3 separate regions of the Sus scrofa genome follow, and regions 2 and 3 are each linked to region 1. Evidence: chromatin contacts called from public promoter capture Hi-C data. All regions are on one chromosome and are shown on one strand. The core of a region is the stretch at or near the end of the contact, and the rest is flanking DNA. Distances in the headings are between cores, read along the strand shown.

What was found. Promoter capture Hi-C pulls out the DNA fragments that hold promoters and counts their contacts.
Region 2: a promoter capture Hi-C map of fetal liver shows a contact between it and region 1, with 2.6 times the contacts expected there. The contact joins the enhancer-like site here to the promoter of FAM110B in region 1. A contact is called at or near these places in 1 of 5 promoter capture datasets (fetal liver) and 5 of 47 Hi-C or Micro-C datasets (embryonic fibroblasts, fetal heart ventricle, fetal liver and 2 more).
Region 3: a promoter capture Hi-C map of fetal liver shows a contact between it and region 1, with 2.7 times the contacts expected there. The contact joins the enhancer-like site here to the promoter of FAM110B in region 1. A contact is called at or near these places in 1 of 5 promoter capture datasets (fetal liver) and 6 of 47 Hi-C or Micro-C datasets (embryonic fibroblasts, epiblast stem cells, fetal liver and 3 more).

What each region holds. Positions count from the first base shown.
Region 1 is chr4:74,743,861-74,747,390 of Sscrofa11.1, forward strand. FAM110B (protein FAM110B) reads right to left here and starts at 2,128. Exons shown (of 4, transcript XM_013988070.2): 1 at 1,824-2,128. It overlaps LOC110260291 (a long non-coding RNA gene), which reads left to right and starts at 1,319. Exons shown (of 2, transcript XR_002343316.1): 1 at 1,319-1,446; 2 at 2,270-2,730.
Region 2 is chr4:74,660,967-74,664,541 of Sscrofa11.1, forward strand. All of the region lies in intron 3 of FAM110B (protein FAM110B), which reads right to left. Among named protein-coding and RNA genes, the nearest start is that of FAM110B, 83 kb to the right of the region's middle. Within about 2 kb of position 1,730, at least 2 of the 83 cell types and tissues checked have an H3K27ac peak or open chromatin away from gene starts, as enhancers often do. A contact at or near this core is called in fetal liver, where this site is marked.
Region 3 is chr4:74,620,800-74,624,556 of Sscrofa11.1, forward strand. All of the region lies in intron 3 of FAM110B (protein FAM110B), which reads right to left. Among named protein-coding and RNA genes, the nearest start is that of FAM110B, 120 kb to the right of the region's middle. Within about 2 kb of position 1,787, at least 2 of the 83 cell types and tissues checked have an H3K27ac peak or open chromatin away from gene starts, as enhancers often do. A contact at or near this core is called in fetal liver, where this site is marked.

The sequences.
Region 1 (3,530 bases), core at 878-3,377:
CAACAGGAATTGAAAGTATTATTCTAAACCTATAGAACAAAGGGGTTCAGGATGGGGTTCAGAACCCAGGTTTCTCCTCATGTCTAGTCTAGGCTTCTCCTTGAGAATCAGGCCCTTAAGGATACTGAAGCCTCAGGAAATGCACCTGGTTGCGACCAGGTGCGGGACTGTGTTCCTGTCTTCACAGATCCGCTAGACACAGTACATAAGAATACACAGAACAGCTCCTCACTCATAAGCAAAACGACCCAACCTCAATGCTCTAAGAGTAAACCACAGACTTAAAACCGACCATGACTGGAAAGACCTGGGATGAAAAAAAAAAAAAAAAAAAAAAACAAAAAAAAAACCCAGACAACCATTTTCCAAACAGAAAAAAAAAAAAAAAAAAAAAAAAAACAAAACAAAAAAAAAACACATGGACTGACAATAAAAATTAAAAAGAAAACCAGCGGCTACTTACCTAGGGGGGGTGTTGCAGGTACTATTCTAAACTCTGCAGATTACCGTGTTGACAAAATACCATGGACGGTAACACCACAGATTAAATACTAGAGGGTAAAGCAACTGGAATGTCACCCCAGGAAGAACTCTGGCTTACCATTAACTCACCCCTTTGTCAAAATAACCTTAATTAATAGCTCATCTGAATGACCAGAGGTGGCCATGTCACAAAATACATACGTACAAGTATTTCCCATGGAATGACTCTAAGTGTAAATTGGGGGGGAAAGGCTAAATAAATAGCTTTACAGCCAACAAGGGAAACAGAGAAAACGGAAGTCATACCATTTATACCGCAAATATGCTTATTTTACTATCCTGTTCCCCTTCTCAAAATCCTCAAAATCAGACCCGTGTGTAGTCCTTACGACGCCAGCCACGCAATGTTGTCACAGATGCGTGCCAGATTTCGCACAGTAAAAAATGCGAAGTTAGCTTGTATCTCGAGCGGGAAAGAAAGCCTGCTTATTTTTATGGCTCAATAAATCTAAACACCAACTTGAAAGGGTTAAAAAAAGCAGGGCACCAGGTGCTGGCTTTCCACTTTGCCGAGTGATTTAAGCGTGCAGCAAAGTTCCTGCCGCTTCCCCACCAGCCTGCATGGAGGGAGAGCTGTCACTGCCAGGGACATTGCAGCTCCTGGCTGAGCAGCGGGCTCCGCGCCTTCCCGCAACCCGCAACCGCCCTGCGGCCAAGTTCCGAGTTCCGTGGGGGTGGTGGGGACACGAGTGAGCTGAGGACAATTTAATTCTGTTTCAATTCCCTCCGCTTTCAAAGAAAGTCCAGACAACTGAGACCATGGATGGAGCTGGAGGGAGGAACCAAAAACAAACTTTCGGAGCCTCTGAATCTGCATTTCTTGCAAGAATTCTCCGCCAGCGATTACAGGCTACCTAAGACTCGGCACCCGAGCTGAGAGGCCACTCGAGGAGCCCCGGCCCGGTGGGTCCCCAGCCCTCGCCGACCCCCCCTCTTCCGTGGGAACCCCCCAACCTCGCCACGCACGCCCATCCCCTGCTCGGCCTCCCCGCCGCTCCGGGGCCCCCATCCAGGGCCCGGGGGGCGCGGGCAGGGCAGTGGTCCCGCGCTCCGGCTCGCGGCCCGAAACACCGGCCCGGGTCGGTCCGGGCCATGCGGCCCCCGGGCCCAGAGGAACCGACACCCAGGCCGCCGGGAGGCGGCAGGGGCGGACCCGACAACTCTGCGGCCGCGCGCGGCGTCGGCATTGTCCGCGATCGGGGCGCGGCGCGGTGCGGCTCCCCCGACCAGGTCCCCGACAGGCCCCGGCCATCCCTCCCCGGCCCCCGGCCCAGTCTTACCTCGGCCGCGCTCCGGGCCGCGAGCGGTGCGGCCCGAGCAGGGCGCCGGGCTCCGGCGAACGGCGTGGAGGGAGAGTCCGGGCCGGCGAGGGACGAGGGCCGGGCCGCCGGGGCTGCTGGAGGGCGGAGCGAGGACGGGGACTGCCGAGGGGGCGCGGGACGCGGGCGGCGGAGGGCCGGACTGGCGGCGGCCGCGGCAGCTCGGGCTGCACAGAGTGGGAGGGCTCGGGCTGCCTTCGCCAGAGAGCGAGGGAGGGAACTCGGAGCGCGGTGCCGGCGCCCAGAGCGCGTGTCCCCAGGAGTGTGCACGCCCCCCGGGGCGCTCCGCCCCTGTCTCCACCCCCTCCCGCACCCCCACTTCTAGTCCCCTCCCCCACCCCGTCCCCGCCCCTCACTCCCACTCCAACCCCCTCCCCACCTCCAACTCACCCCCACTCTCTCCCCAGGCGAGAATCGCTGGATCCCAACTGCCAAGAAACCCCAGACCTGGAGCCTGTTTGTGAAAGTGATAACCCATCAGTCAACCCTCCAGAAGGTCCTGGTGCCTGAAGACATTCTCTGTTGACTAACTCATATACTCAGATGGACAGTCTTGGTATTTGTAGACTAAATTTCTGCAGACATTTATGAGTCTAAAAAAGGTTTGAAGAAGACGATGAAGAACATAGAAAAAAATGTCTAACACAATATACAGTCCCTAGAGTATGGGCCAACTGATGTTTCAAAATTAAGTAAACCCTTGAGGATGCATCTTTATTCATCTCATAAAGCATGGTTTGGTATTGCTTTTTGTTTAGATTTGCTTAGTAACTTGGTTGGGGTTTTGAGGGTTTTATTGTTTTAGGAAGATTAAACCCATTCTAGTTTAATTTTTGCAACTAAGAATTCGAAAAGATAAAATCTATATTTATCAAAATGGTTGAATTTGAATGAGATGCAAACATAAGTATTTCTGTAAAATATGTAGCAAAACTTTATTTTATATCTTTAGTACCTTTGGAATACAGTTGCCCTCATCCCATTTTCTGAGAAAGAGCATCTGTATTTGAACTGTGTGACTCTGTTCCATTCTAGTTCAGAAATTATCACATAAATAAAACTCAGGCTCCCCATAATGGATTTTTGGCTATTTACAGGAGAACCATTTTAAGAAAGTGACATGATCCTGGGTTTTCAATGGAACTTTCCTTTGGCATACTAATGCATTCCATGTGATCACAGATTCTGTTGTGGTCTCCATGAACTCCCAAAATCATGTTACAAAATGAAGTTCCTTTTCATCATTCCCATAGCAAATGGAACCAGCTTCTCTCACTCCAAAGAAGTCTATTTAAAAAAAAAAAATTAACTTCTTTGCCCCAGTGTCTTCCTTTTTGGGGATTGCTCCCTGCTGTTTTGTGATACACGCTGTCTCTGCCATCACAAGGGCACGTGACCCAGGCCTGCCAATCAGAGTGCCTCTCATTCCCTGGCACTAAGGGGAAGGGGGCTGGCACAGGTCCTAGTGGAGGGAGGGTCCTTTTTCTGAACTGGTGTGGCAGCTTTCTTTCAAGGCCAGACCATGTAAGCCTGCAGCAGCTGGAGGCAGCCTGTTAGAGAAGAAAGCCAATCTAGAAGAAAACCAACAGAGCAACAGAAACAGGTAGCATCCTGATGACAGGAACAAGCCCCTCCAGGCAGCTGCTCTCTGGAAACCCTTCAAAATTT
Region 2 (3,575 bases), core at 480-2,979, 83 kb before region 1:
TATGATTTACTTTTGCATTTAATTAGCAAGCAGTGACAGGGCTGCTCCTAGAAGCCAGGTGCTGTTCTGACCAGGAGGGATACAGAAATCTGTGCTGCAGCTGAGATGACAGATGAGAGTGAAGTGACACCATCTGAAGGGAAAGGGTCTGCTTCAGGCAGAGATGAAGGCACAGGAGCCATGGGGGAGGCGTGGGCGGGACTAACTCTCAGACCCAAGGAAGAAAGGAAGCCATCCCGAAGAAAGGATGGACGTCTGAGTGGACCCCTGCAGCTGAGTGCCAGGTGCAGGAGCAGTACACGCCCAAGGCCAAGGGCAGAGAGCACCTGGCATTCACAAGGGTTTGTGGGCCCTTTCATGACCCTACAGTGAAACCTTGTGAGGGAGGAAGAGAGCAGGAGAGGCAGACAGACCGCTGCAGGGAATCTTTTTTTTTTTTTTTTTTGTCTTTTTGCTATTTCTTGGGCCGCTCCCGCGGCATATGGAGGTTCCCAGGCTAGGGGTTGAATCAGAGCTGTAGCCGCTGGCCTACGCCAGAGCCACAGCAACACGGGATCTGAGCCGCATCTGCAACCTACACCGCAGCTCATGGCAACGCCGGATCGTTAACCCACTGAGCAAGGGCAGGGACCGAACCCGCAACCTCATGGTTCCTAGTCGGATTCGTTAACCACTGCGCCACGACGGGAACTCCCTGCAGGGAATCTTTAATCCAAGTGATGGAGCCTGAACCTGACCTGGAAAGTGATGGCAGCCAGTGAATGCTGGTGAGCAGGGAGCGACCTGATGCTTCAAGTCCAGCCGGCGCTGTCTGGCATGTGCAGAGCAGACCCCAGTAGGAGAGGAGGGCGGCAGAGCCCCAGGAGGGAGGGACCGGCTTGGGACGGGGTGTCCGGTCCTGAGATGCGGGAATGGACTCTCCCTTTGAGGAAAGTCTCCTGGCTTCATCTCATGGGTACATTTTTGGGCAGCTGCAGAGTATTTGTGTAAGCCAAATCATTTTTCCATTGACAGCTGACTCTGGTTTATATTAATTTCACTGGTTTTTTAAAAACTGGCATTGGAGTTCCCGTCGTGGTGCAGTGGTTAACGAATCCGACTAGGAACCATGAGGTTGTGGGTTCGGTCCCTGCCCTTGCTCAGTGGGTTAACGATCTGGCGTCGCCGTGAGCTGTGGTGTAGGTTGCAGATGCGGCTCGGATCCTGTGTTGCTGTGGCTCTGGCGCAGGCCGGTGGCTACAGCTCTGATTAGACCCCTAGCCTGGGAACCTCCATATGCCGCGGAAGCGGCGCAAAGAAATGGCAAAAAGACAAAAAAAACAAAAAAACCAAAAAACTGGCATTGTCTCCTGGAGGTCAGGGCTTAGGCTGGATGAGAACCTTGGAGTTCCGTTCGTCTTTGAAGCACGTTTTAGCTGCAGAAACTTGCCCTCACATAAAGGTCATGGGAACATCGATGTGTAAAACGGCAGATCCAGAGGGTCAGGGCTGGAGCAGAGCCTCGAACCTCGACGCCCCCCAACAAGGACACCCCCAGTACTTGCAGAGAAAGAGCCTAAAAGTCACCGACGAAGACGAGGTCATTCATTCTACTATTGGGCTCAGGAGGTGCTGGTCCCGGCAGAGGTCTCGATGTGGAACCGGGATGTGGCAAGAGTTAGAAGGGCTGTGTCCGGGCTTTCCGGTGTGAGCCTTGCAACTTTGCAAAGTCCTGTCTCCCAGGCGTCTGCTGCCTTGTCTGCAAAGCTGAGATAAGAATTCCCCACCCTCAAGGCTGGTGAAGTGAAGGCCCTATGTAAACTGTGTGTCTGTACCCAAAAAGCAAATTGCTGCTGCTGATCAGCAGCCTGAAATCCAAGGGCTGGGAACCAAGTCCGTGACCTGAACTGCGGGCGGGAAGGGGACCCGTCAGGGCCCCAGCTGAGGATGGGGTGACGGACAGCCCTGGCCTCCTCAGGGCCACCTTCTGATAAACCTGCCTGAAGGGGATCCTGTGGTTCAGAGAAACTTTCAGTAAATCCAATTCACCCAAAGAATAGGGTATCTAAGTAGGGAAGAAAAAAAAATTACTTCCGAAGTCTGAGAAACACCAGCACACCAGATGGTCACTTGGGCAGATCTGCACCCAGCCGGACAGACAAAGCCAGGCTCGAATCACACCCTGGGAAGCCCACCGGCCATGAAATGCACTCTTAGGGCTTCACCTGCCCTTACTGACCAGGAAGGAGATGGGACACTAAAGCTGGAGTGCTTTATACATCACAGCAACAGCGCACGAGCTGAGAATCAGGAGAAGCGCTCTCGACGAGGTACCCTCAGAAGCACGTGACCATCCTACTTACAAACGAGCCAAGTGCCAATAAAGTGGCTACTTACCAGTTTAAAATTTAAGAACACTTTACATGGCACTTCAGAACCAGGCTTCAGTAGTCTTAAGAGTAAGAGAGCGATCGGATGCAAATGTCTAATTATCAAAAAGTGCTTTGAAACAGAGTTGTAGTTAAGATGAATAAGATTCACTGCAAGACAGGCCTTTTGTCAAGTATCATTACTAAGGTACAATGAGAAACCCTAAAATGCTGCAGATTTGGCATAAAATGTCTTCTTAATTTCCTGTCTCTTAATGGGAGATTTTAAGTCACCGGTTTATGAGGTTTTCCTTCATCGTACTGAGCACCTGTTATCGGAATGCTTAGTGACCAAAGGATGCTAAGAGTCAGAGAGGGGTGCTCTCCCTGAGGCTCCAAATGAGGCAGCTGACTCCGAGAGGCCTCACACTTGTGGAGGCCCCCTTGGACGGGCTGAAGTTTCAGCTGCAAAGTGAGCCCCATACACAGCTGACGGACACCAACACCGTGTGCGCAAACTGGTGGTGCTCAAGGAATGCAGCAAGGGATAAAGAGCTCCACAAAAGCAGATTGCAGCACATTACATAACAGGGACAGGTGCCCAGCTGCTGGCCTTGTTAACCCCCACACTGCCATGTCCTGTTGCCACAGATGCTGCTGCCACACTTGTAAAACAGCAGAGGAGAAGCCGATGACTGTCCTTTCCAGGCACAGGGCATCCTTCAGTCCCATTAAAGCCTCAAACTGTCCTTAGGCCTCTACCGTTTGTGAGATTCTGTGCTGGATTCAAAAGACACAGACGCAAGACATAATTCCCACCCTCACATTGCTGACAGTCTACTAGAAACGGGCAGAAGCAACTTCCTGTGACACAAGCCACAGTGTGATAAGTGCCTTTAGGTCCTGAGAGAATGAAAAAAAGTACCTGAGAGCCTCAGAGCCAAAGGGGACTATGAGTGCACAGAATGTAAATTCCGAATAAATGCAGGTTTGGGGATAAGAAAAGTCTCCAACAGGAGAGGGAGTCTGAACTGGGCCTCATGAGCCAGTGGGATGTGGATCCAGGTTCTGCTTGGGCTTCTTGCTGTCAGTGGGTCTGTTTCACCCTCCAGAGAAGGTGCTGCTATTTTCCTTCTGACTGTGTCTCCACATGTCTATTTCAATGTCACTCTACTATGGACACTTAAGCACTGACAACAGAGAGTTCTCGTGGCAGTGCAGGGATAA
Region 3 (3,757 bases), core at 537-3,036, 120 kb before region 1:
TCCTCTGCAGCCCAGGCTTGAGCCAGACCCCTCCTAACCAGCTGTGCCCATCGCAGCATCTGCCCGCCTCCGCCTGGGATGACAGACGGTCACCAGGAGGGCCTCTCGGAACGTGTCATCTCCTTCATACATATGGTCACAAACAGTTAACCACATCGCGGTCAACGCAAAAGCTATATTTAGAAACAAAATGTGTTCCTCAATTAACTGCTCAGTTTTGCGGGTTAAGGAAGCCACAGCATCGCATGTGGAAGTCGTTAACTTGTCCATTTTAATGAACAGGCCATGTTTTTCACCATTTCCCCTTTCCCTTCCCTTCCTAACATGATCCACTTTATTAACTCCATTTACGTTGTGAAAATAACTTGGAAAGAAGGCAAGAGGGGGAATGGCAAAAGTGAAAAAGGTAAAGGAGGCGTAGCAACAGCTTGTGTCCAACAGAGATGGCATTTGCCCACAGAGAACTGGCATGAAGAAATCCCAGGGCCGCACATCTGGAAGCGTGAAGTCGAAACCACCGGCTTGGTCCAGGACTGGTACTTCTTCGGTTTCCGGATGACGGGCCTCCTTCCAACCCCTGGTGAAATCCCTCATCTGTAATTCTGACGGCCGGGTCTTCTCTTTTCTGACCTCAGCGCTGCCGTCAGCAATCACCTCCACGCAGGCGAAAGAATCTTCTCGCCAACAATTCTATCACTTTGTAGATTCTTGGAAACCACGGGCTTGTCCTAACAATCATTTAAACTTTTGATTCCAGTATCCTCATTTTTCAGCTTACTCTTTCCATGGGCTAGAGGAGGTCTTCATATGTAATCTATATAAAAAATCCTCGCCCTCCGTTTGCATGACTTTGTTCTCATTGTCCACCTCTTCCGTAAACCATTTCTCCGGTTTTCCAGCGGGCCTTTTAAGCCTTGTTTTTTGTTTTGTTTTGGCTTGGTTTTTTTTGGACACATCCATTCTGTACAAAGGATAGAAACGTAGGTTGGAATAGTGAAGAGAGGCCGAGAGGTCAACTCTGACTCCTGTGGCCTTCATGAGTATGGACCAAGGAGGAAAGCCCCCCTGTTCCCCTCCCTGGCTCTCCTGGGAATGACCAAGGTACCCAGTGAGCAGCACAGGGGCCGTGTTTTGCTGACAGTGAGAAAATAATTGACAACCATGCCTGTGTTATAGTAACAGCCTCCAGGGGGCGCTATGAGCCGAGCTAGCCTGGAGGTAAGGGTGGACGGGGGTACGAATTGCTACCTGCAAGCTTTCCTGTGACTTCAGGAGAGCAAGGAAGGAGGTGGGAGACAGCCAGGCCTACGGGGATGGATCAGGGCCGTTTCTGCTCTTGGCTCCTAGCTGAGGTTTGAACCGTGGCCTGTGTGCCCACCCACATCTCAAAGCGGCTAAGTGGGCTCAGGACCTTTCCCCACCCCCCGGGAGCTCCCAGGTGTCCTGGAGCTGATGGAGGCTGGCCTGGAGCTCCAGTCTCAGAGGCCTCAGGACTGAGTATGCTGGACCCTGCCCTACGACACAGGCCGGAGAAGCTGTGTGTCCACGAGTACAAGCCTTTGGGGTTCCAGGCCCACCTGTGACCTTGGGGAAAGGCGGTCTGAGCTTATCTTAAAAGAAACTCCTCCCAAAGAGCCCTGCTCTGAGGGGAAGGCTGTGAGCACCCCCAGAGGTGGAAGACCTGCGGTTGCCCCCAGGGAACCCAAAAGCTCCCCAAGAGAAGCAGCTCTGGGCTCCCCAAGTCTAGATAACAGGCGTCAGAGCCAAGGAGAGGGCCTGTCATCTTCCACCGCATATCCTCCACCCCCAGGGGTCTGCCCCAGGTTAGAAGTGACACCTGACACTGAGCAGGGAAGGAGCCGGGGCCACGAGGTTTGATAAGTCCCCTCCTCCAGGGAGGCTGCCAGGCCTGGGCTGGGAGAGGAAGAGGCCAGTAGGTACCAGATGGGAGGTGGGAGGTTTCCAGACTTTCACGCCTGCAACTGATCTGAGGACTGTGAATTATTTAAAACTGAAGAGGTTACAGGTCTTGTCTGAGATTTCCTCCTAGAGACGGAAGAGAGAATTCAGGGTGAATTCTGAGGGCCTGAGAAAAAGAGGACGCTCGCCTGTTCTCCCCTAATGAATCTGGGCCAAAAAGCAGGCTGGGTCCCTATAGTGTCCTTTAAGATCTGTTTGGGAGTTCCCGTGGTGGCTCAGGTAACGAACCTGACTAGTACCCATGAGAATGTGGGTTCGATCCTTGGCCTCGCTCAGTGGGTTAAGGATTTGGCACTGCCACAAGTTGTGGCGTAGCTCACAGACATGGTTCGGGTCTGGTATTGCTGTGGCTGTGACGTAGGCTGGCAGCTGCAGCTGAGATATGACCCATAGCCTGGGAACTTCCATATGCTGTAAATGTGGCCCAAAATTAAAAAAAAAAAAAAAAAAAGTTGTCTGCCTGCTCACCCGGAGCCCCCCAGTCCAGAGCCAGGTCCAGGGGTCAAGGTCAACTGCTTTTGCTCTGCGGAGTCTGGCCATTCACAGCTCTGTGACCAGCCCAGGGCAAGTCACTGGAGCTCCGCATGCCTGCTTCCTCCTGATAGCGCTGACCCTGATGCTCCTACACTTCCTGGGCCTGAGGTGAGGATTCGGCGAGGGAAGGCAGCGAAGGGCTGAGCGTGGAGCTGGGCATCACGCCCACTCAGTCACCAAGAGCTGTTACTCCGTTTCATCCTCGGGCCAACGCTTGGCACCGATAAACCCCATCGTTCGATTTCAAGCTTTACTGTAACTGAATGATCTTTTGTCTTCAAATGATTCCGCTGCCCTCAAGTGAGAGCGTGGGGCCTCTTCCTGTCAAAGTGGGTTGACTTGGTTGCTTCTGTCTCCAAGGTCATTCACATGACACCTGACCCCATTTTTATTGGAGTTACAAAGAAAATATGCGGTTTCAAATGTCAAAGCCAACAGTTGTGTGAACAAAACAGCCTAGAGTAAGTAATAAAGCCATTATTAAAAAAAAATGAAATCAAACCTAAGGGTGGTATGAGAAAGAGCTGGGCACGTCTCAGGCTGGGATGGAGCCTGCTGCCCTTGATGACATTCTCCAAGGTCACTTAGAAAACTCCTTCACACGTGCTTCATTTTATGTGTAAGTCAGTCCATTCTTAAAAAAAAAAAATGTTACAGGTTTCTTTTAAAATGCCTTTCTCTTATTTAAGACAATTAAACGAAGCAGTCCTGTCATGGCTCAGTGGTTAACGAACCCGACTAGCATCCATGAGGACGTAGGTTTGATCCCTGGCCTTGCTCTGTGGGTTAAGGATCTGGTGTTGCCATGAGCTGTGGTGTAGGTCGCGGACGTGGCTCATATCTGGCGTTGCTGTGGCTGTGGTGTAGGCCAGCAGCTATAGCTCTGATTGGACCCCTAGCCTGGGAACCTACATATGCTGCAGGTGCAGCCCTAAAAAAAGACACTCCCCTCAAAAAAAAAAGACAACTAAAATGAAATTGAGAATGAGAACAACAACAGCAAAAAAAATCACACTTCTGGTTCAATACCCTTCCTTGACTGAAGGCAAAGAACATTTTGCTACAACAGGACCACTGACTTGTGTCGATGTTGGGGAGCCCCACATGTGTCCTGGATCACAGAAATTGGGCCCCAAATCACCTGGAAATATAGGGGCTTGCTTGATGGAAAGAGATGACAAGTAATTAAAGAGCAGGGCTCCCCCGCCCCCACCGTTTCCCCTATGGTAAGATTGGATTTGAA